Linked DNA regions of Mus musculus: all the other regions are linked to region 7. A link is a contact called in public promoter capture Hi-C data. All regions are on one chromosome and are shown on one strand. The core of a region is the stretch at or near the end of the contact, and the rest is flanking DNA. Distances in the headings are between cores, read along the strand shown.

Region 1 (3,732 bases), core at 831-3,330, 1.7 Mb before region 7:
GTAGTGTAGAAAATAGAGATTAGCACATAATAACAAGGGATGAGGGTGACAGTGGCCAGAGAGACCACTGTGGGGAGCATGTTCTCAAGGGGTGGGAATGGGCAACGTCAGGGGCACCATTTCTGTTATGTGTTTGTAGAGGTCATTACATGGCGCTTGGCTGGATTTGTTTAGGTTCCTTCCTCAGTTCTAGCCCACTTCCACTCTTGGTAACCCTTCCTTAACCGGCTGTCTACTATCCCGTGCCTTATTTATTTATTTATTTATTTATAGAAATTTTTCCTGAAGATTTACTTATTTGTTTTATGTAAGTGCACTGTCACTGCCTGCAGACACACCAGAAGAGGGCATGGGATCCCATTACAGATGGTTGTGAGCCACCATGTGGTTGCTGGGAATTGAACTCAGGACCTCTGGAAGAGCAGTTGGTGCTCTTAACCACTGAGCCATCTTTCCAGCTCCCCCCCCGCCCCCCCGCCCTCCCCCGCCCCCAGTGCCTAATTTAAAAGGCATGATTTTCCTTCCTCTTTCCTCCTGGTAACTGCCAGGATTTCCACCTAACCTGTACTGTTAAACTAATAAACTGTCCTCAAGATTCCTGTGTTGGGCTGGTGAGATGGCTCAGTGGGTAAGAGCACCCGACTGCTCTTCCGAAGGTCCTGAGTTCAAATCCCAGCAACCACATGGTGGCTCACAACCATCCCTAACGAGATCTGACTCCCTCTTCTGGTGTGTCTGAAGACAGCTACAGTATACTTACATATAATAATAAATAAATCTAAAAAAAAAAAAGATTCCTGTGTACTCCTTTTCTAAACTATTTTATTAAAAAAAAAACCAAACTCTCTCTCTTTGTGTGTGTGTGTGTGTGTGTGTGTGTGTGTGTAGGTGCACATCCATGATGGTGTCTGCTCCCTCTTCAAGTTGGAGTTACGTGTGGTTTGAACTACCTAACATGAATGCTGGGAACCCACTGCTGATGTCTTGGAAGAACTGGGAGCATTTAGCTAGTAAGCCTCCAAATCCCCTTATTAAGGAGCCTAAGTTCCCATGGGAACCTCGGTTTCCCCAGTAACAAAGTAACAACAAATGTTGGCAAAGAGCCCCTTACAGAATGTAAACTGCTCCAGCTGCTCTGAAAATCAAAAGGAAAAAAGAACAGACCTGCCTTAGGCTTACAGCTCTACTACCTATAGCTATACACCAAAGGACGCCATGTCCTACCACGGAAATACCTGTACATGTGTGTTTACTGCTGCAGAATTCGGAACAGCTAAGAAATGGAGTCAGTCCGGATCTCTCAGGAGACACATGAGTCACAAAATGTGGAGTTACAGTGAGATTTTATTCAACCATAAAGAAAAGTGAAATAATAACATTTGCAGGAAAATGAGTTTAAAGACTGTTGCAGAAACACAGATGCCCCGTGTTTTCTCTCATATGCAAGTCCTAGATTTGGAATTTTATGTGTGTATGTGTGTGTGTGGGAGGAGGGGCTGGGGTATAAGTCATGAAATTAGAAATGGGACCCTGAGGAGGGAAGAAGGGATCTTAAAGAAATAGGAAGATAGAGATCATGTGACATAAAAGCAGCATTGGGGTGAGGAGGGCTGGGTGGAGTGGGTAAGTGGATGTCTACATAGTAGGAGTCAGGCAAGAGAACAGGGGGAGGCGGGTGGTAAATAGGAACAAAGGGAGCAAAATATGAATCAAAATGCCATAATGAAGCTCATTAAGTCACAAGCTAACTTAAAAAATTTCAAAAACTCTATTGTCCTTGGCCTCACAAACAAAAAAAAGCACTGCGACGGAGAGGGATACTCCAGTTACACAGCTAAAAGTTTGAGATCTGAGTGGAGTCTCCACCACAACTATTTCCCCAGGAAGCCATCTCTCCCTCTTCCGATTGGAGTTCAGAGTCAACGGCCCCTATATTGCTCCTAGGGTCCAAAGAACGATAGGTAGGTCAGGTGCAGTCCTGGGGTGTGCCCCAGGAAGGCAGGACACACAATAATCGGAGTTCCAAGAGAATAAAAGATTAGTGTCCTTCTGTGGCCACCGTAGCCAAACAGGAAATGTAGTTCGCCTAGCTTTTTGCCGCGTTGGACCGACTCGCTGAACTTGAGGATGGCTGACGCTGCGAGCCTACGGGCGCCGCTGTGCACGGAGCAGTTCGGCTCCGGAGCCCCGCGCGGCTGCAGCGCTGCCGCCGATGGGAGCCTGCAGTGGGACGGGGCTCGGCGCTGGGGCTGGCTCTCCCGGGCCCCGATAGCGAAACCTGGGCAGCACGCGGGTGGAGGCGGGGGACCCTGGGCAGCACTGACCGCTCTTTCGGGCCTCAGATCCGTGCTGCTGCCTCAGGGCTTCCCAGATAGCGTCAGCCCGGATTACCTGCCATACCAGCTGTGGGATTCCGTGCAGGTCCGGCTGGCCGATTGCCGTGGGGGGGGGGCGGTTTATAGCTGGGGACCCGGGGAATAGGCCCCTGCAATCTGCATGTGCACATTGGAAGGCTAGGGTGCATTGCATAGTCCTGACAGTTTTCCAGGTCCCACAGAACCAGTGAGAGCTGGTATAGCACAGTAGGCTCCGTGCTCCTGCCACCTCTCCTCATTCCACTTCTTTTCTCTCCAGGCCTTTGCTTCCAGCCTCTCCGGCTCTCTAGCCACCCAAGCAGTATTGCAGGGCTTAGGGGTAGGCAACGCAAAAGCCTCCGTTTCAGCTGCCACGTCCACCTGGCTCGTGAAAGGTGAGCTGGAACCTGGGAGCCTTACCTGTTGATCTCATCCCTGCTTCCTGTCTCTGGCCTCTTTTTCCTTTACTGCAAACCCTAGCCTTGCTGTTTTGAACTGTTCTGACCTCTAACAGTGGTTCTCGTGTGCGTGTGTGTGTTTGTGCGCGTGCGCATATACACATTTATGGTCTGCAGCCTGATTAGTACACAGAAGCTGTGAATCTTTGCCCACAGCTGGAATGCCCTCATCAGTGAATCAGCCTAAGTGGCTCACCTTGTTACCCATGCAAACTTCAGAATCCCGAAATCATCCGGGATCCTCCTTAAATTACCTTTAATCTTACTTTATGCAGGATTGCATAGACATGCAGTTTATTACGTAAAAAAAACCCGCCAGCTTCCCGGGATGGTGAAAGTTGGGTACTTCCAGTGGGCAAAGGGGCATGTGGCTGGTCCTAAATTGGTAGTTAAGGAAATGCTAAAATGCACTCTGACCCCTCTGGGGTACCTGACTGTGCTGCAGTAAGATTATAGTAACCGTGTGCTGAGAGTATACAGCCTTCTGAAAAAAGTCACTAAGAAAATCAAAGATAATCTAGTATTATGCCTGCCACCTGGTGAGGGAAGCAGACCAAAGGGAACTCAACACTTGTTTCACGTTTAGGAGGGTCCTTGGCTCAGTCTTCTGGCCTCTGTCTTTCCCTGTTATCCCCAGTGGTATTTAAATGAACCTTAGGGGCGGGGCAAGGACATCCTGTTCTATCCTAGACCTCACCACATCTTGGGTAAGCCTCCCTGGACTCTAGGTCAGGAGGCTTCTGTTTATGCTCATCTGTTAGAACCCAGCACATTGTAACTAAGTATCACCCCTTGAAAGGGCATGTCAGAGCAGAGGTGACCGAGGGCTTCTTGGCCACAGTGTCTCATCTTTTAAGGATGCCAACCTCCACCACTACCACCACCACCGCCACCACAACACATAGATGCTGACAGTGTTT
Region 2 (3,845 bases), core at 661-3,160, 1.3 Mb before region 7:
CTGGTGAGATGGCTCAGTGGGTAAGGGCACCCGACTGCTCTTTCAAAGGTCCGAAGTTCAAATCCCAGCAACCACATGGTGGCTCACAACCACCCTTAATGAGATCTGATGCCCTCTTCTGGTGTATCTGAAGACAACTACAGTGTACTTACATATAATAAATAAATAAAATAAAAAAAATAATAAAAAAAAAAGAGAGACTAGGGGCGAGAGAGATGGCTCAGTAGTTAAGAGCATTGACTGCTCTTCCGCAGGTCCCGAGTTCAAATCCCAGCAACCACATGGTGGCTCATAACCATCTGTAATGAGATCTGAGACCCTCTTCTGGGGTGTCTGAAGACAGCTACAGTGTACTTACATATAATAAATAAATAGGGGCTGGTGAGATGGCTCAGTGGGTAAGACACCCGACTGCTTTTCCGAAGGTCTGAAGTTCAAATCCCAGCAACCACATGGTGGCTCACAACCACCCAGAATGAGATCTGACTCCCTCTTCTGGAGAGTCTGAGGACAGCTACAGTGTACTTACATGTAATAAATAAATAAATTTTAAAAATAATAATAAAAAATAAATAAATAACTTTTTAAAAAACAAAAATTAAGAGATGAGTAAGAGCTAGCCAGGAAGACATGAGATTACTTATAGCAAGAGCAGGTGATAAAAGGCACATAAACACATAGTTTTGGCGGGCAGAGCAAGATTGGTCTGGCAATAGCCCTTACTAGAAGTGCCTAGAAACTGGAAAGGTCTCAGACACCTTTAATCCCAGCACTTGGGAGGCAGAGGCAGGCGGATTTCTTCTGAGTTCGAGGCCAGCCTGGTCTACAGAGTGAGTTCCAGGACAGCCAGGGCTACACAGAGAAACCCTGTCTCGAAAAAACAAAAAACAAAACAAAAAACAAACAAACCCAGTCTAAGGAGTTTAATTATGTTTTGAGACAAGGTCTCTCTATGTAGTCCTGGCTCTTCTGGAACTTGCTATGCAGACCAGGCTGGCCTCAAACTCACAGCCTTCCCAGGGCTGGGATTAAAGGTGTATGCCACCATGACCGACATTTATTCGTTTAAATTAGATGTATTTATCGTATTAGGGGGTGGGGGATACTCTTATATGGATTCTGAGGGCAAACAGTAAGAATCATTGTCTCCTTCTACCATGTGGGTCCTGGGGACAGAACTCAAATCACCAGACTTGGTGACAAATACCTTTATGTCCTGAGCCATCTCAGCTCGGAGTTTATTTTGAAGCCAGCAGCTTGAGGTTTATTTTGAAGAGGGAAAGAAAAGGAAGAAAAGATAAGGAAGATAAGGAAACGTGTTTTTAGGAACTGGGCTGTCCTCTTTGCTGGCGATGAGGGGGCAAGAGAAATGTAAAGACAGACAACAAAACACCAATGAAGGAACAGATATAGCAAAAAAAAAAAAAAATGAAGCCTGAAATCGAACCAGAGTGAATGTTCACAGGCCAACTCTGTATTCAGCTGACTGGTGGCTTTACAGGTGAAAACAAGCATGGCCTGACTCCAACCTCCAATTACAAAGTGGGCTTCTCAGCTCCCGAAATCCCGCCTTCTTACCTGAGTCACCACCCTGGCCCCAAGACTCCCAGCCCCACAGAGCGCCCATTCCTAGGCCATGCCCATTCCCTAAATCCCGCCCCTAGGCCCTGGGCCCCGCCCTCACGCCAGGTGCTATCCGGCCGCCGGCACAGGTACGTTTCTCCGATCTCCACGGTGACTTCTGGTTCGCCACGCGCCGGAGTCGGCGGAGAGACCCGGCCCGGGGACCGGGCAGGCCCCTCGACTGCTGCATTTTCCCCCGGGCCGGGCTCTCCCTCCCCTACAGTTCCTGAAGTTGTTGCAGCAACTGCAGCTGTAGCTCCCTGTGCCGCCATTGCTGTGCCGGAAGTGACCGGCCAGAGAGCCGCTTTTATTTCCGGATCAGTGGGGGCGGGCATAGTCTTGCGTGTTGGAGGTGGGGAGGTTGTGACGTGGCAAGGTTTTGTTTTGTGCGTACTGCGTGTGGCTGTTGTTGCTAAAAATTGGCCCAACTTGAGACAGGGTCTAATTACAGTCCTAACTGACCTGGAACTCGCTATGTAGACCATACTGGCCTCGAGATCCACCTGCTTCTGCCTTTTGAGTCCTGGTATTTAAAGACGTGCACCGCCACACCCGGACTTAGCTATTTTTGTGGAGTTGTTTGTTGTGACATAGCCCGGGCTGCCTACACACTTGCTGACCTAGCTCCTCCTGCCTTGGGTTCCCGAATGCTGGGATTAAAGGCGAGCATTCCTATTTCTTGAGAAAGGTTCTCAGAGGCTAGCCTGAAATTCATTGAACGTGCAGCAGTATCCTGGGGATTACAGTTGTACTCTATCACTGAATTAAGTTTTATGGGATGCTTGGGGCCAAAACCCAGGGCTTTTTATATGCTACCCACTCTATATTTGCGTCTCTCGCTCAGGGTGGGAGCAAAAACCAGTTGAGACAGGAAAAGAACAGGTGTGCCAAATAAACTACCTTCAAAATAAACTTACTCACTCTTTCTCTCTCTTTTTTTTTCAAGACCGGGTTTCGCTGTGTAGCCTTGGTTGTCCTGGAACTCACTCTGTAGACCAGAAATCTGCCTGCCCCTGCCTCCCATGTGCTGGAATTAAAGGCCTGCACCACCACTGCCCGGCAACTTCTTTTCTCTTAAGAATTTCATGTAGCGGGGCTGGAGAGATGGCTCAGCAGTTAAGAGCACTGACTGCTCTTATGAAGGTCCCGAGTTAAGACCCCATGGTGGCTCACAACCATCCATAACAAGATGTGACACCCTCTTCTGGAGTGTCTAAAAACAGCTACAGTGTACATGTATTTACATATAATAAATAAATAAATCTTTGAAAAACAAAAACAAAAAACCTCGAGCGTGGCCAGGGAGAACCTTGAGTGGTTGTCTAACCTCCACCTTTCAAATGTTGAGGTTAGGATGGCACCACACCAGGTTCATGCACTGCTAGAGATTGTACCCGAAGCTTCATTAATGTTAGGCAAACACTACCACTGAACATCTCCAGCCAAGAAGGGTTTGAGCAGGGAGACAGTGCCTGGAGAATCTGTAGTGACACTCCTCCAAGTACAGAATACCAATTCTCTGAGACTCAGTAAAGGTTAAACCATATATACATATGGTTAAGTCATAGCTTTATATAAGCTATATAGCAGCATTCAAGGTAAACTTATTGGTAGATGAATTGGAGTAACACATGTCTAATTTGCTGTTTAACTTCACCTTTCTACACACACACACACACACACACACACACACACACACGTGTTTTCCTTAATTACTGTATTGGGGCACCGGACACCTTTAATAGCTTGCCCAGTGCATACTACTTTAGGAACTGCGTTGTGGGCGAACTAGTCGATGAAAAGAAGCAGCACTGTAAGACCTTTGTTTTTTAGGGATGATAATGCCAGCCAGTTCCTCCTTAGCTGGCTTACTGGAATAAAGCTCCTTTTCTCACGCTCTATTGTTGAGACTGACTGGCTCCTGCCACATGGTTTTACGTACCCAGCATGCACTGGTAACTTTTACAGTAGCACACAACAGTGTGTTGAGTCAGAGTAGGGCTGGATAAACATCTCATTTAGACATTCTCTGAAAGTTCTTTGATTCATAATTTGGTGATCAGTTTTCATAAGGTTTCTTTTTTTTTTTTTTTTTTTTTTTTGGTTTTTCGAGACAGGGCTCCTCTGTATAACCCTGGCTGTCCTGGAACTCACTCTGTAGACCAGGCTGGCCTCGAACTCAGAAATCTGCCTGCCTCTGCCTTCCGAGTGCTGGGATTAAA
Region 3 (3,813 bases), core at 1,100-3,599, 1.3 Mb before region 7:
TAAGCCCGACCACACTCATTACACTTATAGGGACGATGGTCCAGGCTGGCAGTGGGGACCTCGTCCACTTTTGGAGTATTCTCGGCTGACGTAAGAGCAGTTGAGGACACTGATGACTGACCACCTTCCCCAGCTCCTTGCCGGGGTCTATGATGAGCACGAATATGGTTTTTCAGAGCAGCTGCATTGAATAGCTGCTTGGAACAAATGGAACAGGGGTAGATACCTGTTTGGTGGCTTTTTCGATGGTTGATGAGACTACCTGCATGACGGTAGGTACGGCCACAGTCTCCACAACAGAAAGGTCGATATTCCTCTGAGCCGCCATCTTCTAGCTGTCCAGAAGAGCTGAGCTCCCCAGAACCATTCAACATCCCTGTTTTAGATAGCTGACCCCAACTCCTCTCATCTGCGTGTCCATTTGTGGTAGGCATCTCTTTGTCTTCCCATGGTTGTTCCTGCTTTAGCCCCTCATGGGACTGCTGATGTTCCAGCAGATCCCTGGGGAGCCGAAAGGCACGGGGGCAGTGAGGACAGTGGTAAGGCCGATACTGGGCATGGAGTCTCGAGTGGTTCTTCAGGGCCATGAGGTTAGAGAACTCCTTGAAACAGATGGAACAAGGGTAGATGCCCAGAGTGTGACTCTGGCGGTGGTTGGTGAGGCTCCCGGCATGCTTATAGGTCTTCCCGCACTCACTGCACCTGTACTTTCGCTCCCCCTCAGTAGGAAGAGGCTCAGTGGGCTCCTGGGCCTCTGTGAAGTTCACTACTGATTCAGCCAAATACTGTTCCAAATTGCTAAGAAGGTTGCTCGCTGGAGTGGGGAGTGGTGATGCTCCTTCGGAACTGACGGCGGGCACCCAGTCCGCCGTACCTCCTTTAGAATCTGGCTGCATTTCTAAGCCTTGTCTTTGTTTGGTAGGTGGATCTTCCCACGTCCCTGACGCTGCCCTGGGGTCAGCTCCAGATTCCCAGTCATGTGTCTCTCGTACCAACTTCGTCTGATTTTCCCAGCCTTCCCCAGATCCAAGCCTCTGACCCCAGGAGTCAGTAGCCATGGTCTCACTCCCAAGGTGTGGAGCGGTTTCCATGGCATGTGGAGGCCCGTGCCTTCGGTGGCTCTCAGGAGCATGAGTCCTCATATGGCTCTGGAGGGCCAAGCGATTAGAAAAATCCTTGCCACAGGTGGTACAGGGGAAAAAAAGAGTCTCATGGTTCCTCTGATGGTTGGCCAAGTTCTCCGGGTGACTGCCATAGGGGTGAGGGATGCCATCGGCTTCCTCCCCGTCCTGCTTAGCAGATGAATGGCGCAGTTCTCGATGCCGTGCCAGTTCTGGGAGGTTAGGAAAGTGGCGCTGACAGTCAGAGCAACTGAATGAGAGGGGCATGTCCTCCATGAGGCAAAGCGGTAGAAAACCCCTGGAGGCTCAGGAGGGACAGACAGGTGGCAGCAGCATTCTCTCTGCAGAAGGGCTGAGGCCTAGAAAGGGGGGACAGTAGTCAGAAGGAAGGATCGAGTCAGTTTTGTTTCTTGGTTACTAAAGCAAGTCGCAAAGAGGTTCCCCAAACATCCATGCCAAGGGACCCGCTCTCTCTTAGGTCTGGAGGTTCAGAAAGCCTCGCTATGCACAAACTCCTAGAAATGTTCCCCCAGGTTTAAGTCATCTCTAGAGCCTGAGAGAAATAAGGAAAATAAAATCTGGAGCCTAGACAGACTGATTTTGTTTTTTAGGTTATATATAATGGATCTTATTGATCTTCAGACTGTGCACTCTATCATTCTGACAACCTAACAAAAATCTATGAGGTGTGTGTTTGTTTTTGTAACAACGAACCAGAACTATTTGCTTTTGAGATATGGTCTCAGCTCACTGTAAAGTTCAAGCTGCTCTGGGATTCCCTCAGTCGCCCAAACTAGTTTCACACTTATGAATTTTCCTACCTCAGACTCCTGAGAGTTGAGATTGAAGGAGACAGCCACGACTGTTGGGCAGGCCTTACACAGACGTGCAACCTTTCTTTCTTCACTCTTCAGCTAAACCGAGTGGTCTGAAAAGAATGGCAGAGCAGCTGCTTTCTTCAGTGGTCACCTATGTGTTGTAGAAGGTAGAGGCCCTCTTAGGGACGAACCTGGCTTCAGTGGTCACCTATGTGTTGTAGAAGGTAGAGGCCCTCTTAGGGATGAACCTGGCCTTTTCAGCATCACACTGTTTCCCTGTTAGGCGTTAGTTTTACTTCCTTTAAGTACATTTAATCCCATTCCATTTCAGGTTGAAAGTTCATTTTATTCTCTGCCTTTTCTATCCCCTACCTACCTTACCTTGCTGTCTCCAACACTTTTCATTCCCTCTTCTACTTTTTCTCTAAATTATGATAGCAACTCAGGCTGGACAGTACCATGGGCCAAGCACTGCTGTTACACAAGTGTATTTGGGGTGGGTGGGTGGCATTTCAGACAGGGTCTTACTATGTAGCCCTCGCTTCCCAAACTGGGACTAGAATCATGCGACACTATGATAAGCTTGTAAGTACATTTACACCACTAAATCCAAAGCCGTGTTACCTCGTTTTTTTACATAAACTCACTTCAAGAGGCAACCTTCATTCCAAAACCAGCAGCAGCTATTCATTTCTGCCACATCATCTGGCCTTTCTCCGGGGCTGACTAGTCTCCTGGGACCCTAGCACAACTATTTCTAATCTCACCAGCTGAGCCTGGTCCCAGAATTCTCACTTCTCAAAACTCCTTCACTCGAGTCCCCTTTTCCTAACCAACCACCATCACATTCCTGTAGAGTCACTCGTCTTTTCTGCCAATTTCTTCTCTAGATCCCTACCTCGCACCAGGAGTGCCTTCTGGTTCCCGCCGCCGGCGCGTCCGTTGGAGGTCGTGAACGGGAGCGCGCCTGCGCACTGGGACCCTTACCCTAACTGCAGCCGCGAGCCATAAGTGGTGGCTGGTGCGAGAGTTCTCGAGCCCATACACACGCACACTCAGCCAGGGTACCCGGGAGTGGTAGCTGAGGGAAAGGTGCGGGAGAGAGGAGGAGGTAGAGGGAGCAGGGACAGCTGGTATGAACCCAGAGTCTAGCCCAGTTCCGCGGACACTTCCTATTGTTACCAGGAACCAGGAAGTGTCCTAGATGCTAATGCTTCCCCGCGAAACTTCCGCCTGGGAACACTTCCTGTCCCTCCCGCGGGCAGTGTTTCCGCACGGACACGCTTCCGGCGCTAGGTTCCGGGTGGGCCCGACTGTTTGTTTTCTTTTTGTTGTTTTGAGACTGGGTCTAACTCTGCAGCCCGGGCCGGCCTCGAGCTCGGAGCAATCCTCCTGCCTCAATTTCCAGAATGCTGGAGCTCCCAGGCAGCGTGAGCCCCCACGCTCCGCTGCGGGCGCAGCTCTGGCTCCGCCCACGCAGGTCGGCGCGGCGTTCGGATGGATTTAAGCCACACTTCCGTCCAGAGCTGCTGAAACCCTTCGCGTGCTTATTCGGGCAGTACGGTCACAGGAAAGACCCTGCAGCCCCGGCTACGGCGCTTTGGTGACACTTTTCACGAGGTTCCATAAAAGCTTCTTCCCAGGGCTGGCGTGGAGGGATCCTCGCTGAGTCCTTTCCTCGCTGTTAGAGGAAATGTGGACTCGACGTGGACGCGGGCACCACAAAGCCCGAGCGCCCTCTCCGCATCGTCCCACCTCCTAGCTCCTGCAGACGCTTCCGGCGACTTGGCGGGTGTCCGCCGTCAATCAGCCCGGCGTGCCAGCCCCTCAGCACCCAGAAACCCTTCGCAAGATACTTCTCTGCTTCCGCAGGC
Region 4 (3,717 bases), core at 892-3,391, 1.7 Mb before region 7:
CCACAGAAGCCACCAAAGGGCTTTAAGGGGAATGACAAGATACACTCCGGCAACTGCGGTGGGAGGGTATTACCAGAGAAAGGAATATGTCAGGAAGAGCGGCTGAAGTGGTCATGTAGTCCAGGTAACTTGGCTTGAACCAAGTTAACTTTTATCCCTGCCAATCAAAAGGCAATACGGCCCAGCACAGCAGGCAAGGTTAGAGAGAACTTGGCATTCCATCAAGCCTACTGTCAAACACATTACTTGCAATCTATGCAAGTTTAAATATAAAAATGCTTCACTTTAAAAATTAAGATTTTTGTCAAAATTGAGATACAGGACAGGCAATGATGCAACTTTGTTCCCATCATCACCATAAGGAGGCGCCAAATCACCCGGTACACAGAAAGGCTGATCCTCTGCTGGAATTTGTTTCCTGTGTTTAAGTACCCACTTATGCTTGGAGTCTGGGCACTGTACATTTGAATTTCATTTTCTACTCAACTTCAATCCTGTCGGGTAGCTATTGTTATTACACAAAGAATTCTTGCTTTGGAGGGGTTGGGTGATTTGCTTGGTATGTCTGACTTTTAAACTCACTTTCTAACTTTTAAAACTACACTTTCTGGCCTCCTGCTCTTCCATGTGAAGCCTTGCACAGGGACGGGTACTGTCCCCGAGAAGCACCAAAAACAAAGTATAAGCCACTTGCTCAAAAGTGAGGCAGGAGTCAGTATCTACTTCTGGTCTGGGCAGGTCCAGGTCTAATTTATGGAGAGAGCAGTGACGTCACATAGCATCACACCTGAGGAGATGAGTGGCGCTGCACCATCACAAAGCATGTACTCAGAGGCCTGGCATAATGGAAGGGCAGCGCAGATACTGTGGGTTGGAACCTTTCTAAGAAATGGGGGCGGAGCACTTACCCAAAGGGAGAATGCCTCCAAGTCTCCGCACTTCGGCCCGGCACGCCCCTTCTGTACAGCAGTTGGCTAGAATGCTGAGCGCCAAATCCAGCGTCTTGCGCAGGCGCATTGGCAACGAAGGCGTCAAGAGCGACTCGGCAGCGGGGGCGTGGCCAGGGGTAGAACCAGCTGACGCAACCGACGAAGGGGCGGAGCCAGAGGCTGCTTGGGACGGGGCGGGGCCCGCAGCAGCCGTTCGGCGGAGCAGGGCGAGAAGGGGGCGGAGCCCGCCGCGTGCCCGGAAGCGCTCAATCCCCTCTGCCGCCTTGATGTGGCGCGTGCGAAGAGCTAAGAGCGCGCGGCCCAGGGGTGTCTCGTTGGTAGCTGGGTCCTTTCCCCCACCTGGCCCCTCCCCGGCCGCCGCCGTGAGCTGCGCGAGGCAAAACGAGAGCGAGTCCGTAAGGGCCGGTCTCGCAGCCGCCATCTTGGCCCGGGCCTCAGGCTCCGCCCCGCGTCTCGCCGGTACTCTGAGAGAGCGGAACTGGAAGAGGGGGGCGTGGCCAGGCTGCTCCTCGGAATAGCGCCGCCGCAGTTATCTTGCGAGTCGGAAGTTCAAGTTCTAGATTCTGGAACTCCGGTACTTGCACAGTCGCAGAAGACATGGCGAGAATGGTATTTATCTGTGGGAAAGTAAGAGGCGCGTGCGGTGCATGCTGGGATATGTAGTCGGCGCCAAGCTTAGTGCAGTTTAAGTGGGTGAGAAACTCCTCCCGGGGCCGAAGAGTGAACTGTTGCTCCTAGGATCAGACGCCCCGCGGTGGAGTCTTAGTGCTGTCCTGTGCTCCCCAACGTGACTTAGCCACTTCGCTCCCGGTACGTCCTTGTCGGCGACGTTCAGACTTGATTGGCAACCCTCAAAGCGCGGTGATCAATGGCTCCGAAAGCCGGACTGACAGACTCGCAGAACCCCAAGCCGTTTCAAAAGTGCTAAGTTCCCGACAGAAAGGTCTCGCCAAGCGAATGAAAGAGTTAAACCTACCGGGAAAGTTCGCTGCCACTTCCTAGAGTCTCTCGGGCTTGGGGACCTTTCCGTTTCCGGTACCGGCCTCCAAGCCTCCAGTGCCCCGTTCTCCAACTGTGCTGATGAGTTAAACGGGTGGCATTTAGGAAACCGAGCGCTTTTCGGCCGCAATGGAACTTGCGGCTCCAGAAGTGACCAGGGAGAATCTAGATGGGGCTAAGCTGCTGGAGAACCGGACGTCAAAATTCCCGGGAGCCCCCAGGTCGCCCCTGGATCGCGAGACCGCGCTACATGAGCGCCCCCTCCTGGCGCGGCCGGAACAACCAGCCCCCGTGGAAAAAATGCTGGACCAGCAGTACTTATGTAGGTCAGGCTCTGGCCCCAAGGAAGAAACCTTTGTCAAGACCAGTGATCCTGCAGTCCCCAAAGCTTTCAAGTGTAGGGATTGTGGGTTGGCTGTACCCAGTCTCTCTGATCTCATTCACCATCAAAGCAGCCATGGGTGTGACCGCCCTTACAGCTGTCCAGAGTGTGACAAAAGCTTCCGGCGTGGCTCAGATCTGGTTAAGCATTACCGAGTTCACAGTGGTGAAAAACCATACCCCTGCCCAGAATGTGGCCGTTGCTTCAGCCTCAGCTCTAATCTCACTAAACACCGTCGTTCTCACTCAGGTCTCCGGCCGCACAAGTGCATGGAGTGCGGAGAGGCCTTTGGTCGCAGTGCAGACCTAGCAAAACACCAGCGGGTGCACACTGGGGAAAAGCCCTATGCGTGTGCTGAGTGTGGAAAGACTTTCAGGGTTAGCTCCAACCTGATCCAGCACCAGCGAACTCACACTGGTGAGAAACCCTACCGCTGTGGCCTCTGTGGCAAGAGTTTCAGCCTGAGCTCTAACCTTTTACAGCACCAGCGCTGTCACACAGGCGAGAAACCCTACTTCTGTGCCTGGTGCGGAGACAGCTTTGGGCGAAGTTCCTATCTGCTAGAACACCAGCGTTCACACACGGGTGAGAAGCCCTACAATTGCTGTGAGTGTGGCAAGAACTTCACCAACAGCTCAAACTGCCTACGGCACCAGCGCACTCACAATGGAGAACCGCCCTTCAGGTGTCTTGAATGTGGTCGTGGCTTTAGTGAGATCACCATGTTCACTGAACACCAGCGCATCCACTTGAGCAAATGACCTTTCCAGAATGTGGCAAAAATCTCACACCACAGTTCCATCAATGTTCACACATGGGCAAGAAACCCTAGAAGTTTCCTGATTGCAGCTAGTATTTTTGTGGACACCAGCCTATGCACACAAGCAAAGGCCTTTCATTTGCAGGTTTGTCAAGAGCTGCAGTCAGATTTCCCACTTGCTCTTCTACCAGGTGACCCACATGAGCAAGAAGACCTCCATCTGCCCCTTAATAAGGCAAGCCTTTGCCCATAACGCTTAGCCTTGTCTAACATCAATGGGTGTTCCAAGATGAGAGTTTCTGCAGTTATCCCTGGCTTCAATGAAGGGACCAGAGTGTTGTTAGTTTTTTTTTTTTTTTTTTTCTTTTTTTCTACGTCCCGAAGGTGACTTAACTAAGGGCCACTAATGGGGTTCACAAATGGCATCTGGGTTGAGCCACAGGCTAGACGAACAGCACTAGAGCTGTGTCTGCCTTCAGAGAAACAAGATTTAAACACACACACATGCACACACAAAAGTCCTGTTTTCTGAGATTTCATTCAGAATCTCCATTAGCTAGACAAAAGTTTTTAGATGCCCAAAACCACATAGCTCCTGCCCCAGCTGCAGATAGGCTAACCATGAC
Region 5 (3,764 bases), core at 897-3,396, 1.2 Mb before region 7:
TGCAAGCTTATTTATGAATGTACACACATGAAAAATAATATAATAAAAAAGAAAAACAGACTTGGAAAACAAAATTAAAATAAGAACATTAAAACCAGTGACAACAGCAAGATGGAGCCTAAAACTGAGGAAAGCTGCAGAAAGCGAGCAAACATCGGACTCTGCATGAAGAACATGGCAATGGAAACCTAAAGATTAAGACGAAAGGAAAGAACTACTGGGTGACTCCAGGCTTCCAGCTTGGGTACCCGAGTACCTGGTATTGCCATTCATCAGTCAAGAGGAAGTGAGGAGAGCAGGACTCAGGGAAGAAAGATGATGTTTTAGTGTCTCAGTAGATGCTGGCAGGAAGGAGGTATGAGACATAAACATTCAGACAGAAGAGCTTTCAGTAAAGCTGCTCAAGAAAGGGGGGATTCAGAAGGGTGAAGCCACTGCACAACTTACTTTACCAATAATCAGTAAAAGAAAACAAAAACAAAATTAGGAGGAGACAAAGAACTACCAATTTTCGAGACAGTCCGAAGTTTGAAGAATATCTTATTACAGTAGGGAAGCAAGCTGCTCGTACAGACAGGACAGAGGAGCACACACAATGACAGCAAGAACACACAACTCCAAGTGCACAGTGGTCTTAGCAGCATCCTTAATTGCTGAATAACTTGGCTATCCCACTGTCACAAGGCTTCAGAATACCCACCCATACCTCATCCTTCCAGACATCAATACCCTTGTCACCAGATATATACTAGAGTCACCTCAGCTATACATGTATACCTTCTGTCCAAAACATCTCAGTCTCACAGACACAAAAAGCAATGAGATCTGGCTGTCATAGTTCCTTCGGAATAAACACTTTGGTAGACTGTGTGAAGCCCAGGGTCCTTGACACTCTCCAAGGACCAACATGCAGGGAGACCAGCAGGCACTCACCTTAAACTTAGGAACCGGGAGGGAAAAGTCTCTGGCTTTGGACCTGACATGACAGCGGGGGTCCTGGAGGTCTTCCACGGGGGTATACTTTGAGTCCTAACAAAGAAAGCAGGAAGAGATGAAACCAGGCTGAAAATTCACCAGCCTACTGACTCTATAAAGCCCATGTAGAAGCCAACATACAGAAGAGCTGGGAGAGCTTGCTCATTCTCAAAAAACCAAACTACAGGTATAGGAAGTCTGGGTGTTGAATACTGAACAGGGGGAAGCGGGGAGGGGAGATTGGAGGTCCAAATAAGTCAAGAAAGGCTCGAGGGCACTCACACTGACACTGAAGTGGACTCCGTCATAGCGGTACACCTTCTGGGAAGGCCTGCGCAAAGCAGGGTCCAAAGCAGGATCCACTATGAGCTTGTAGTTCCGCCACTGGAAGCTCGGGGCTTTCTGCCCGTCTCCCCCACCTTCCTGGTCCATCTTTGCTCATTTACACTGTCAGGAAAAGAGGGATACGGAATGGGAGTCCACGACTTAGGCCTGACTCCCTTGCTGTCCCCTCAATGTCTAGCCCCGATTCCAGGGTCTCACATCAGTCCAGTCCCCGACACCTCAGCATGACCCGTGGCTCCCTCAGATCTTGCCCTGAGGAGCTGGGCTCACTATGGCACTCCATTCCTCTCCATCCCCAATTCTACCCTCAGGGCCCAGGCCCATCTCGCGCCCCCTTACCTTCCCGCTCTCCCCAGCGCGCCCCACTTGGCCTCCACGCAAGACCCCTCCCCCGTCCCCTCGCAGGCCCCGCCCCCTCCCGCCTCCTCACCGGCCAAGCGGCCCGGGCCGAGCCCCGCTCCCGCTCCCACACAGCCGCTCGCGTCCCCGCGCCCCGATCCTCCGAACCAGAGGTGGCACCTCTTCGGGGCGTTGGAAACACCGCGAGACCGAATCTGAGACCCAGCTTCGGTCCCTGAATCCAGGCGGGGGGGTGGGGGGAGGTAACGCGCGCCGCTGCCCTCTCCTCCCGCCCGGGCGCGTTCGGTGTCGTCCACCCCCCCCACCCCGTCGGCGCGCACGCGCGCCGGGGCCCTACTCACCCGCTCGTGGCGAGCGGCTCACCCTCCCCCCACCGCGCGCAGCACCTCAGCGGCGTGAGGCGGCGGCGGCGGCGGCGGCAGCGCGAGACCCGGCCCCGCAGCGGTGGCGGCGGCGGCGCCCCCCCACCACCACCTCCCCGGCGCGCGCACCAAACACCACCGCCACCTGCGCGAGGCCCAGCGGGCACAGCGTCTGCATCCGCACTTTCGCTACAAGGACTGCGGAGCGATCCACGGGGCCGAGGGTAGCGGCCTTGCCTCGGCCGGCGCCCTGCGAGGCTCGGGAGTTGTAGCCCAGGGAGCCTGAAGATGGGCCGCATTCCCCGGAGAGTGGACCGCACCACCCTGATCCAGCTGCTCCGGCCTTGGGGTTCCTGGCGAATCGGCGGCGACGAAAGCTGCGACGAGCCCCTGAGGGAAGGGGGCGGAGCGAGGGGGAGGACGCCAGCCAGAGCTCGGGAGATTTGAGTGGCGCGTCCAACGACGCAGATTCGCGAGGCGGGCGGGGCGAATGAGTGGACAGGATGCGCGCTCCTCGGCTCCTCTTCCCTGCCCCTTCCTTGCGCAGCCCGAATGCCTATGAGGCTGCAGTGCAGATTCGCCACCGTCCTGGGCTTTGGCCGTCACCTCTTCTCACCTGCTGTAGAGTCAAGAAAATGACGCCTGGCTCGCCAAGCCCTGTTGGCAGAGTCGACCTCTAGTCCTGGATTTTTTTTTTTTTCAGTAGAACGACTCAAGGAACAGCACACTTCCTACTTAGTGCGAAATGGTTACAAGGAAGAAGTCTTCTCGGCGTTTCCTGAAAATTTTCAGACAAGAAAAGCTGCCCAAATAATCCTAAGGAGTCGGGTAGCGAATCTGCCGATCCGGTTGTGGGCGGGGCTAACGAGAGAGGCGTGGCCAGGCGTGCGGAGCCCGGCGTAACGGGCTGCTTCCCTTAGAATCCACCAAAACCTGGGAGGGGTGGGAGGTGGAAAAATACAACCAGGAGGGGTGACTCAGGCGCTTTGCCTACCGACGCACAGAGTGAAATGATCGGTTCCTTCCCGCTTTTATATTCGGGCTCCTGTTGTTTTTCAGACAGCATGACATCGAACTTGCTATATAACGGAGGATGGCCTCGAACTCCAGATCCTTTTGCCTCTATTTCCTGAGTACCGGAATTACAGGTGTGCACACCATAACCGGTTTATAGCATGCTGGGAGATCTAACTCAGGGCTTTCTGCGTGTTAGGCCAGTACCCTAGTTACACCTCCCTTGGGCTAGTTTTAAAATGTTCCTTCTGAGCCGAGCAGTGGTGGTACACGTCTTTAATCCCAGGACCTGGGAGGCTGAGGCAGGTGGATTTCTGAGTTGGAGGCCAGCCTGGTCTACAGAGTGAGTTCCAGGACAGCCAGAGCTACACAGAGAAACCCTGTCTCAAAAAAAAAAAAAAAAAAAAAAAAAAAAAAAATGTTCAGTGGTTAAAATCAGGGTTCTGTTGAGCTTAAAAGAAACATAAAGACCCTTAAGTAGATCCTATAAAAAGTAAAGGTCTGATGTAACCCGGTTATTCTTGAGCAGTTTTTAGGCAAGGGCTACCTATGCTCATAGGATCCCGCTGCGAAACTTAAGGACAGACCTCGTTCAAGCTTCACTTGGGAACCCAAAACTGAGATCGTCCCAAGGTTCAACACCCTTTTCATCCAGCGAATGAATACAGGCTCTCTGGTCTCTGGAAGAACTGCACTCTTGCCAAGGCT
Region 6 (3,590 bases), core at 344-2,843, 1.9 Mb before region 7:
TTTCATTTGGCTTACCTTTTGGAAGTGGATGGGAACTGTATGGCTGAGGCTGAGCTTGGTGCCTTCCCCACCTCTTCCCTTCCCTATTTTTTTTTCTGACCCCTTTGTTTCACTTGTGTAGATTTCTGAAGCTCTCTGAAGTTCTTTCCTTTCCTTTTTTAAAAAAAAAATTAATTTTTTTTTTTTTTGGCTTTTTCGAGATAGGATTTGCTGTGTATAGCCTTGGCTGTCCTGGAACTCATTCTGTAGACCACGCTGGCCTCGAACTCAGAAATTCGCCTGCCTCTGCCTCCCAAGTGCTGGGATCAAAGGCGTGCGCCACCACGCCCAGTTGCTCTTTCCTTTTTCACTTTGGGATATAATCCGTTTCTCGTTCAGACTTACTCTCTCCTTCCTAGGCTCATGGAGAAGCAGCCTCCAATCTCCCACTGTACCTGTAAATTCAGGTAGGGTTTCAGTATGCAGCTAAGCAGATCTATAAGCTACCCCAAAGCTCTCTGTTGGCCACCAGACCTTTTCTCTCCTTCAATGAGACAGTGTGCAGCTGGGGGCACGGGAGAGCTGGTTAAGAGCACACTTACAGTGGCTTCCAGTTTGGTTCTCAGCACTCATATGCAGCTCACAACCACTGTTAACTCCAGTCTCAGGCAGGGAATGCCATCCCTTCGTCTGACCCCTAGGGGCCTCAGCCACAAATGTGGTGTACATCCAGTAGATTGTCATGATTCTATCTCCTCTCTTGCTTTAGCATCTCAATACTAGCAGCCCGTGTCCTCCAATACCGAACTCCAGACTGTTTTGGCATGAGACCTGGTCGTTGAGCCTCTTTGCTGTTTTCACTGATTATTAGTTTTTGATAAGGTCTTGGTATCTATTTCTAGGCTGGCCTTAAATCCATTATCCTCCTGTTCAGTAGCACTGTGCGCCACCACGCGAATATTTAAGTTTTAAGTAGGGATTTGAAAGAGCGGTACAAGCCATTTGAATGAGGGGCTGCTCTTTTGCAGCCTTACCCACTAATCCGATGAGATAATGGGTAGCGATCCTTGTGGAACTTGTAAAGCAAGTTACAAGCGGTATAGTCTAGAAAGGCCTATCTGGTTAGAACACGTGCTCAAAGACAAGGCTGGATCTGGTGTTGCCCGATGTCCGCTACATCTCTCCGGGTTCAGAGTTGCCACTCTTTTGCCCGTCGCGTGAGGCGTCGGTTGTTGAACACGGACCAGCAGTTCTGAGAGTAGAGGCGGGCAAGGCCGGCTGACGGGAGAACCACGCGGAGCCAGCACACCGCCTGATCTGCAGTTGAAGAAACCGCTCTGGGGCTGGACGGAGGCGGAGCAGAAGCTCACACTGGACCAACAGAAGAGCCTTAAGATGCTAAGAGCGATCCTGGGGCGGGCCCCGGCGCGAGGCACTCTGGGATTTGTAGTTTACTTCCCGGACAGCTCCTCTCTATTTCGGCCGCCCGCCTTTTATTCCTCGCTCTATCCCGGCACGCCGACTACTTAGTCGCGGCACGTCCTCACGTACGACTACACTACCCAGAAATCTCTCCTTCGCGCTCCGGCAGGCGCAGGGTCTGCCTTGAACTACAGTTCCCAGAAGGCCACTGGAGAAGGGCTTCCCCCACTTTCCCGGGACCGCAATTCCCGGAGACTTGGTTTCGCGGCTTTTCTCTCTGTGTTGGGTCTCTCTTGGACCCGGATAGGTCTTGACTGGCCAGCAGGCCCACAGCGACAACGTGCTCCGTCGTGTCCAGTCGCAGGGTGTACTCTTTGGCCGGGCTTTCTGTCTCTTTAGCTACTTTTGCCGGACAGGCCGTCGCAGCTGGCCTGAGCAGTGACCTGGCGGGCCGCGCCTGCGCCCTGCCGCGTTTCCTGCCTGGCTGGTGGTGGCGGCCATTTTGTTCATCCTCCTCCTCCTCCTGCTCCTCCTGGTTGGAGCGCAGTGTCCGGAGCGGGCTGGGGGGAGCGGACCCGAGAGCGGGGTTCAGTACCTTTTCCTCTGTCCCCAGCCGGCGCCCGGAGCCCCCCTCCCCTTCCTTCCCGCCCCCTCCCCTCCCCAGCCCTGCCCTCCCCCTTGTCCCGGGATCACTCCGTCGCACCCACCATGATGGAAGACGACGGACAGCCCCGGACTCTGTGAGTACCCGAGACCCGGGGTGCCAGGCACCGAGTGGCCCGGGCACTGCGGGAAGCGGAGGGAGGAAGGGAGAGCAGGAGCCCGGGACTAGAAGCGGAGAGCCGGGCGTCGCGGTGGCGCGGCTGTGAAGTGCATTCCTCATCTGTCCCCCTTCCCAGAGAAGGAAGCCCTCCCTTCCCCCCCAAACACAGTCACTTCCTAGGGTCTAGGGCTTGTCTCGACTTTTTCCTCCCGACCCCTTCTTTTGCACACTCTTGCTTGGCTGGGCTTGTGCACGGCTGAGGCTGTCAGGCGCGGGAGAGCTACTGTTCCCCCTGTGCTTTGGGGGCTCCGGGCTGAGCCAGGAGCTGTGGGTCCCTACGGGGGCAGGGCTTGGCGGGGGTGGGACCACTACTGCATCCTTTGGCTTGAACGTTTAGCCTCAGTCCACGTCCTCAGCAGTCCACGTCCTCAGCCTCAGTCGCTCCGAGTCCTTCTCCCCAGTCTACCACTCTTTAACCAGAGGAGCCCCTTGTCTCTTTCTGCCCCACGTGCCCCACGCTGTCAGAAACACCCGCCTAGCGCCTGCTGCTTTTGAAGTGCCAAAGTGATTGCTTTTCGCCACCGTGCACCACCTCTGTCCCTTGGATAACGAAGTTTACTTTGAGCGCTTACTGCGCCAACCTGACAACCAGTTAAACTCCTTTCGCTCAGTTAGTGATGCCGCTTCCTAATCCGTTTGTGCGTCCGGACCATCGGAGTTGGATAAAAGGATGACTGCTCCCGCTATTTGTTACCTGTCTTTTGAGTGCTATTTTTCGCGGTATAGCTGTCGGGTTTCACCTGAAGCCCAATCTAATGAATGAATCGCATCTTCCAACCGCTTAATTGGCGTTTCCTACCCCCCTCCGCCGGCCCCCCCTCCCATGCAGAGTGATGACTCAGCGTCTGTATTCCTTTCCAAATAGTGTGGCACTCTTTTTTTTTTTTCCTTAGTCTGAGTAATTTCCAATTCATTGTTTAAAGTGAGCACCTTGGGTTTTCCCAGCCTCTCCAGGCCTACTACTCCTGCCTGGAGTAAATACATAGAGTCAGCCTACTGCTTTGTCTCTCTTGCCTCCCACTGCCTAGTATTGATTGGTATGATGGTCAGAGTCCACTTGGCTGGGTTAGCTGATGGGGAAAGTACTTTTTAGGGAATCGACGACGGTGGATAGACATTCAGGACCTCTGACTAGCTAGCTTCTCAGAGCTTCATGCGTAGCACAGAAAATATGTTCAGTAAAGAAGGTCCATATGTATATTCAGTGTTGATAACAGATATTTTTTGAGCATTGTTTATACTTTACATTTTTATTTCGCTTAACATCTGGCTTGGGAAACTTGAAAACATCTTTTTTTTTTTTTTTTTTTTTTTTTAAACTTGAAAACATCCTAAACATATTATACCCCCTGAATGAAAATCTTTC
Region 7 (3,842 bases), core at 683-3,182:
TCACATGTGTGAAGGATTTAGAGGTGTGACCTTGCCAGGCTTGATGGTGCATGCCTTTAACCCCAGCACTCCAGAGGGAGAAGTTGGAGGTTTTCAGAGCTCAAAGCTAACCTGGTTATGAGGCAAATTCCACTAGGACAGCTGAGGTTATAAAGAGAAACCCTGTCTTGGAAAAAAAGAAAACAGAAAAAAATAGGTGTGGCCTTGGAGGAGGTGTATGTCTGGATCCCACACTCTTCCCAGTTCTCTCTGTGTGTCTCTCCCCCTCTGCCTCTTTCTGTGTCATCTCTCAGCTTCTGCTCTGGCGCCATGGCTGCTGTCATGTCCCTGCCCGGTTGATCATGGACTCATCCTCTGAAACTGTAATCCCCAGTGAGGTCTTTCTTCTATACGTTGCTTTGCTTTTGCATGGTTTCTTCATAGCAACAAAAACGGACCTAATCCTGGAAGCTGAACTCTGGCAGGCAACATGCATACACAAGAGACTGGCACTGGGGCCACGCTGAGGTAGGCACACAGACATGCATACACTGCCAGCAGGCTAGCAGGCTAAGGTGAAGCCTCAGGCCTCTGACCTCAAGGCCGTCTTTATATAAAACCCACCCAACAGTGCCATTTTGCTAGAATTATACTTCACTGTTTATTTTTGGGCACCCCAGACATCAGTTGGTGAAATGCTTGCCTAGTATGGATCTAGACCCTGGGTTCCATACCCAGTACTACAAAAATCTAGGCCTTGTATGTTGCAAAGGCCACTAGGAATTGGGGGAGGTGGGAGGTGGTAGGGTGGTAGTCAGGGGAGGTGGTCAGAAGACAACTATCAGGAGTTGTTTTTTCTATTCTGTGGCCATAGGGAACTAACTCAAGTTCTTACGCTTGGTGACAAGTGCTTTTTCATCTGAAACACCTCGTGGGTCCAGTGGCTAGCTAGTATATGCTCATTCTGCACAAGGTACTGTCCCACACACATCATATGTTCTCATTTTATTTTCCTAATATCAAATGAACAAGTGCTATTATTCCCCTTTGTTTGTAGCACAGGGAGAAGAGCAGAGAGAGATTAGAAGTTAGAAAGTTTGCCTAAGAAAACGGTAAAGACAGGATTCCAACACTCAAGATCTATGAAGTTTGCTTAAACCTGAGAAACCATGCTCTCTTCTGAAGCATATATATTAAAATTGGAAAGATAAGGTAAGATTAGTATGGCCCCTGCACAAAGATGTCACACAAATTTGTAAAGCGTTCCGTATTTTTAAAATCCTTTTCTAAAACAAAACAAAACAAAACAAAATGACAACAACGACACTCCTCCAAAACCTCGCAGGACATCGGCATCAAGCTGACACCAGCCCTTAGATTCTTACTCTGAAGTTAAGATGGGCGGCCAGAATACTTTTTGTTTTTTTGTTTTTTTTTTTTGTTTTTTGTTTTTTTTTTCGAGACATAGTTTCTCTTGGCTGTCCTGGAACTCGCTCTGGAGACCAGGCTGGCCTCGAACTCAGAGATCCACTTGTTTCTGCCTCCTGAGCGCTGGGATTAAAGGTGTTGAGCCACCTCCGCAGGCTTCAGAGCTTAGCTTTTTTTTTTTTTTTTTTTTTTTTTCTTTTTTTTTGGCCCAGTCTGGCCTTGAACCCATGATCCTCCTGCTTCACCCTTTCTAGTGTAGGGAATTACAGACGTGCACCATGGGGCGGTTACTAAATTCTATATTGTCAGTCTTGCAGCCTAGTCCGGGCGGTCCTAGTGAGCAGCCAGTCAGTCTTAGTTTAGATAAGATTTAGAACCTCGGCTACTAATTCGTCCCAGGCCGTGTATAGCGCAAAGGCCACTGGGAATTGTAGTTATTTAGCGCATTCTTTGGTGCTTCCGGGAAGTGACGCCCCCCCAACCTTTTCCTCTTCCGGCGTCGTGCCTGTCTCACCTGCTCAGAGGGACTCGGCAGCTTAGCTGGTTCGTGTCTCTTGGGCCTCGTGCTCCGTGGAGGGCAAGGGGGAGGCCGTGCAGGCGGGAACGGGGGTCCGGGTCGGGAGATGGTAGCCGCGGTTGCCCCCAAACCCTGACGCCGCGGGTTTCCTCAGGTTCCGGCCGCGAGCGCCTCAGCCCTTCAGCGCCGTCGCCATGTCGCGATTCTTCACCACCGGCTCGGACAGTGAGTCGGAGTCGTCCCTGTCCGGGGAGGAGCTCGTCACCAAACCGGTCTCCGGGAACTACGGCAAACAGTGAGCTGGGGGCGCGGAGGGGACGGGTTTGGCGGGCTGCGGGGGCTCGGGTGGGCGAGCGGAGCCATGGGCTGGGCGCGTCTGAGAAAGGAGCTCTCGCAGCGAGCTGGGGGAGCCCTCGGCGTCCTCGGTACCGAGGAGGAGGAGAGGTTTTCCGTTGCTTAGTATTGCATCAGCTCTTAAGGCCTCCAAGTCTGCAGCCTCGTAACTCCTGCCCACATTCCATCTCTCGCATCCCTTCCCGCCCCTTGACTGTGGCTTTCGGAAACTCCCCGTATCGTAAATCTTCCCACTAAGCTTAGTCGTTATGATTTGTACTCATGGAGGGAAACCCTCAGTGCTTGGTTAGTTTGGCCCTGAAATCCGGTCGTTTGGCTCTGCGTGCCAAATGCTAAACACTGCTGTGTTCATCTTTATTTACTGTCTTTTTCTCGATCTCTGTAAATTAAAACTTTTTGAACTTTGAAACAGTTCTCAAAACAACATTGTTTTTGCTGTGTACCTGAAGGGTTTTAAGACATACTTACCTCCACAGAGACTTTTTTTTTTTTTTTTTTTTTTTGGTTTTTCAAGACAGGGTTTCTCTGTGTAGCCCTGGCTGTCCTGGCACTCACTTTGTAGACCAGGCTGGCCTCGAACTCAGAAATCCGCCTGCCTCTGCCTCCCGAGTGCTGGGATTAAAGGCGTGCGCCACCACGCCCGGCGCTCCACAGAGACTTGTAGAGAATTGTAGATGAATATCCAGACATATCCATGTGACTGCGATAGCATAACACTGTCCAAAGTGGAAAAACTATCACTTGTCCCATATTAAAAAAAAATTGTCAGGAAAAGTTAATACCATGGAAAGAAAATAATAGAGACACTGTTGCTAACTGAATGCTTTCACCCATTATTGAAAAAAATACAATCAAAGAGAGTGTTAGAATTCACCAAAACTAGTGGCCTCTCCTATTTTGGGAAATGTTTCTTTTTAGAATCTGGCTAGGTACCAGCTCCTTGGAGCTTTTCCCATTTGTTAGAGTTAGGGGGCCTTTTGTCTGCTGCTTTCTTAGGTACTTGTAGCCATATGTGCTGTTAGACAGTTGTCTCATACAGTCTATAAGCCTTCTGTTACTTGTTCTTGGGGACATTCTTGTAGATACTGTCAGGGTTTACAAGAGACCTCATTTAGAGTTGCAGCTGCTTAAGATGAGTATGAAGAACAAGGATCAGAGAAGAAGATGGTATGCATGCCTCGGTTCTCATCTGATAAGAGAAATAACACTAGCTAAGACTGAAGGGTAATGGTCTCTGTTCCTTTCATACAGGCCTTTGTTACTGAGCGAGGATGAGGAGGATACAAAGAGAGTTGTCCGAAGCGCCAAGGACAAGAGGTGAGGCTGTCGTAGGTTAGGGGTTAGGGGGAGTGATGGTATTGTTTTCTCCATGATAGACAGACACAGCCAATCTGGTATTGAACTTCCTACCCAGGTTTGAGGAGCTGACCAACCTCATACGAACCATCCGTAATGCCATGAAGATTCGAGATGTCACCAAGTGTCTAGAAGAGTTTGAGCTCCTGGGAAAGGCCTATGGGAAAGCCAAGAGTATTGTGGATAAGGAAGGTGTCCCCCGATTCTA

Evidence for each region. Promoter capture Hi-C pulls out the DNA fragments that hold promoters and counts their contacts. Capture Hi-C pulls out chosen DNA fragments and counts their contacts.
Region 1: a contact with region 7 is called in a promoter capture Hi-C map of liver, with 4 times the contacts expected there. The contact joins the promoter of Rusf1 here to the promoter of Eif3c in region 7. A contact is called at or near these places in 2 of 39 promoter capture datasets (liver and pre-B cells).
Region 2: a contact with region 7 is called in a promoter capture Hi-C map of liver, with 5 times the contacts expected there. The contact joins the promoter of Kat8 here to the promoter of Eif3c in region 7. A contact is called at or near these places in 6 of 39 promoter capture datasets (the C10 cell line, erythroid cells, fetal liver and 3 more).
Region 3: a contact with region 7 is called in a promoter capture Hi-C map of adipose tissue. The contact joins the promoter of Zfp646 here to the promoter of Eif3c in region 7. A contact is called at or near these places in 4 of 39 promoter capture datasets (the C10 cell line, hippocampal neurons, liver and 1 more), 1 of 115 datasets of contacts at active chromatin or transcription factors (double positive thymocytes) and 2 of 9 other capture datasets (adipose tissue and liver).
Region 4: a promoter capture Hi-C map of liver shows a contact between it and region 7, with 3 times the contacts expected there. The contact joins the promoter of Armc5 here to the promoter of Eif3c in region 7. A contact is called at or near these places in 4 of 39 promoter capture datasets (liver, neutrophils and pre-B cells) and 1 of 9 other capture datasets (liver).
Region 5: a contact with region 7 is called in a promoter capture Hi-C map of liver, with 4 times the contacts expected there. The contact joins the promoter of Setd1a here to the promoter of Eif3c in region 7. A contact is called at or near these places in 2 of 39 promoter capture datasets (erythroid cells and liver), 1 of 484 Hi-C or Micro-C datasets (pre-B cells), 3 of 115 datasets of contacts at active chromatin or transcription factors (double positive thymocytes, embryonic stem cells and large pre-B cells) and 3 of 9 other capture datasets (adipose tissue, liver and macrophages).
Region 6: a contact with region 7 is called in a promoter capture Hi-C map of adipose tissue, with 4 times the contacts expected there. The contact joins the promoter of Tial1 here to the promoter of Eif3c in region 7. A contact is called at or near these places in 2 of 39 promoter capture datasets (liver and pre-B cells) and 1 of 9 other capture datasets (adipose tissue).

The regions. Positions count from the first base shown.
Region 1 is chr7:128,296,479-128,300,210 of GRCm38.p6, reverse strand. It overlaps Rusf1 (RUS family member 1), which reads left to right and starts at 2,080. Exons shown (of 13, transcript NM_145590.2): 1 at 2,080-2,421; 2 at 2,635-2,749. The coding sequence starts at 2,128.
Region 2 is chr7:127,910,582-127,914,426 of GRCm38.p6, reverse strand. Kat8 (K(lysine) acetyltransferase 8) reads right to left here and starts at 1,910. Exons shown (of 11, transcript NM_026370.2): 1 at 1,685-1,910. The coding sequence starts at 1,895.
Region 3 is chr7:127,876,237-127,880,049 of GRCm38.p6, reverse strand. It overlaps Zfp646 (zinc finger protein 646), which reads right to left and starts at 2,349. Exons shown (of 3, transcript NM_172749.4): 1 at 1,943-2,349; 2 at 1-1,480. The coding sequence starts at 1,397. Zfp668 (zinc finger protein 668) reads left to right here and starts at 3,214. Exons shown (of 3, transcript NM_146259.4): 1 at 3,214-3,813.
Region 4 is chr7:128,235,781-128,239,497 of GRCm38.p6, reverse strand. It overlaps Armc5 (armadillo repeat containing 5), which reads right to left and starts at 2,141. Exons shown (of 6, transcript NM_146205.2): 1 at 909-2,141. The coding sequence starts at 1,371. It overlaps 9130023H24Rik (RIKEN cDNA 9130023H24 gene), which reads left to right and starts at 1,467. Exons shown (of 1, transcript NM_177001.3): 1 at 1,467-3,717. The coding sequence starts at 2,079. The coding sequence ends at 3,092.
Region 5 is chr7:127,775,771-127,779,534 of GRCm38.p6, reverse strand. Setd1a (SET domain containing 1A) reads right to left here and starts at 2,146. Exons shown (of 19, transcript NM_178029.3): 1 at 2,022-2,146; 2 at 1,258-1,422; 3 at 934-1,029. The coding sequence starts at 1,407.
Region 6 is chr7:128,459,676-128,463,265 of GRCm38.p6, reverse strand. It overlaps Tial1 (Tia1 cytotoxic granule-associated RNA binding protein-like 1), which reads left to right and starts at 1,593. Exons shown (of 12, transcript NM_001347640.1): 1 at 1,593-2,141. The coding sequence starts at 2,110. It overlaps Gm32816 (a long non-coding RNA gene), which reads right to left and starts at 1,546. Exons shown (of 4, transcript XR_378509.4): 1 at 1,014-1,546.
Region 7 is chr7:126,564,456-126,568,297 of GRCm38.p6, reverse strand. It overlaps Eif3c (eukaryotic translation initiation factor 3, subunit C), which reads left to right and starts at 1,932. Exons shown (of 21, transcript NM_146200.1): 1 at 1,932-1,950; 2 at 2,079-2,219; 3 at 3,530-3,595; 4 at 3,693-3,842. The coding sequence starts at 2,119. Gm25579 (a small nuclear RNA gene) reads left to right here and starts at 1,149; the gene lies at 1,149-1,254.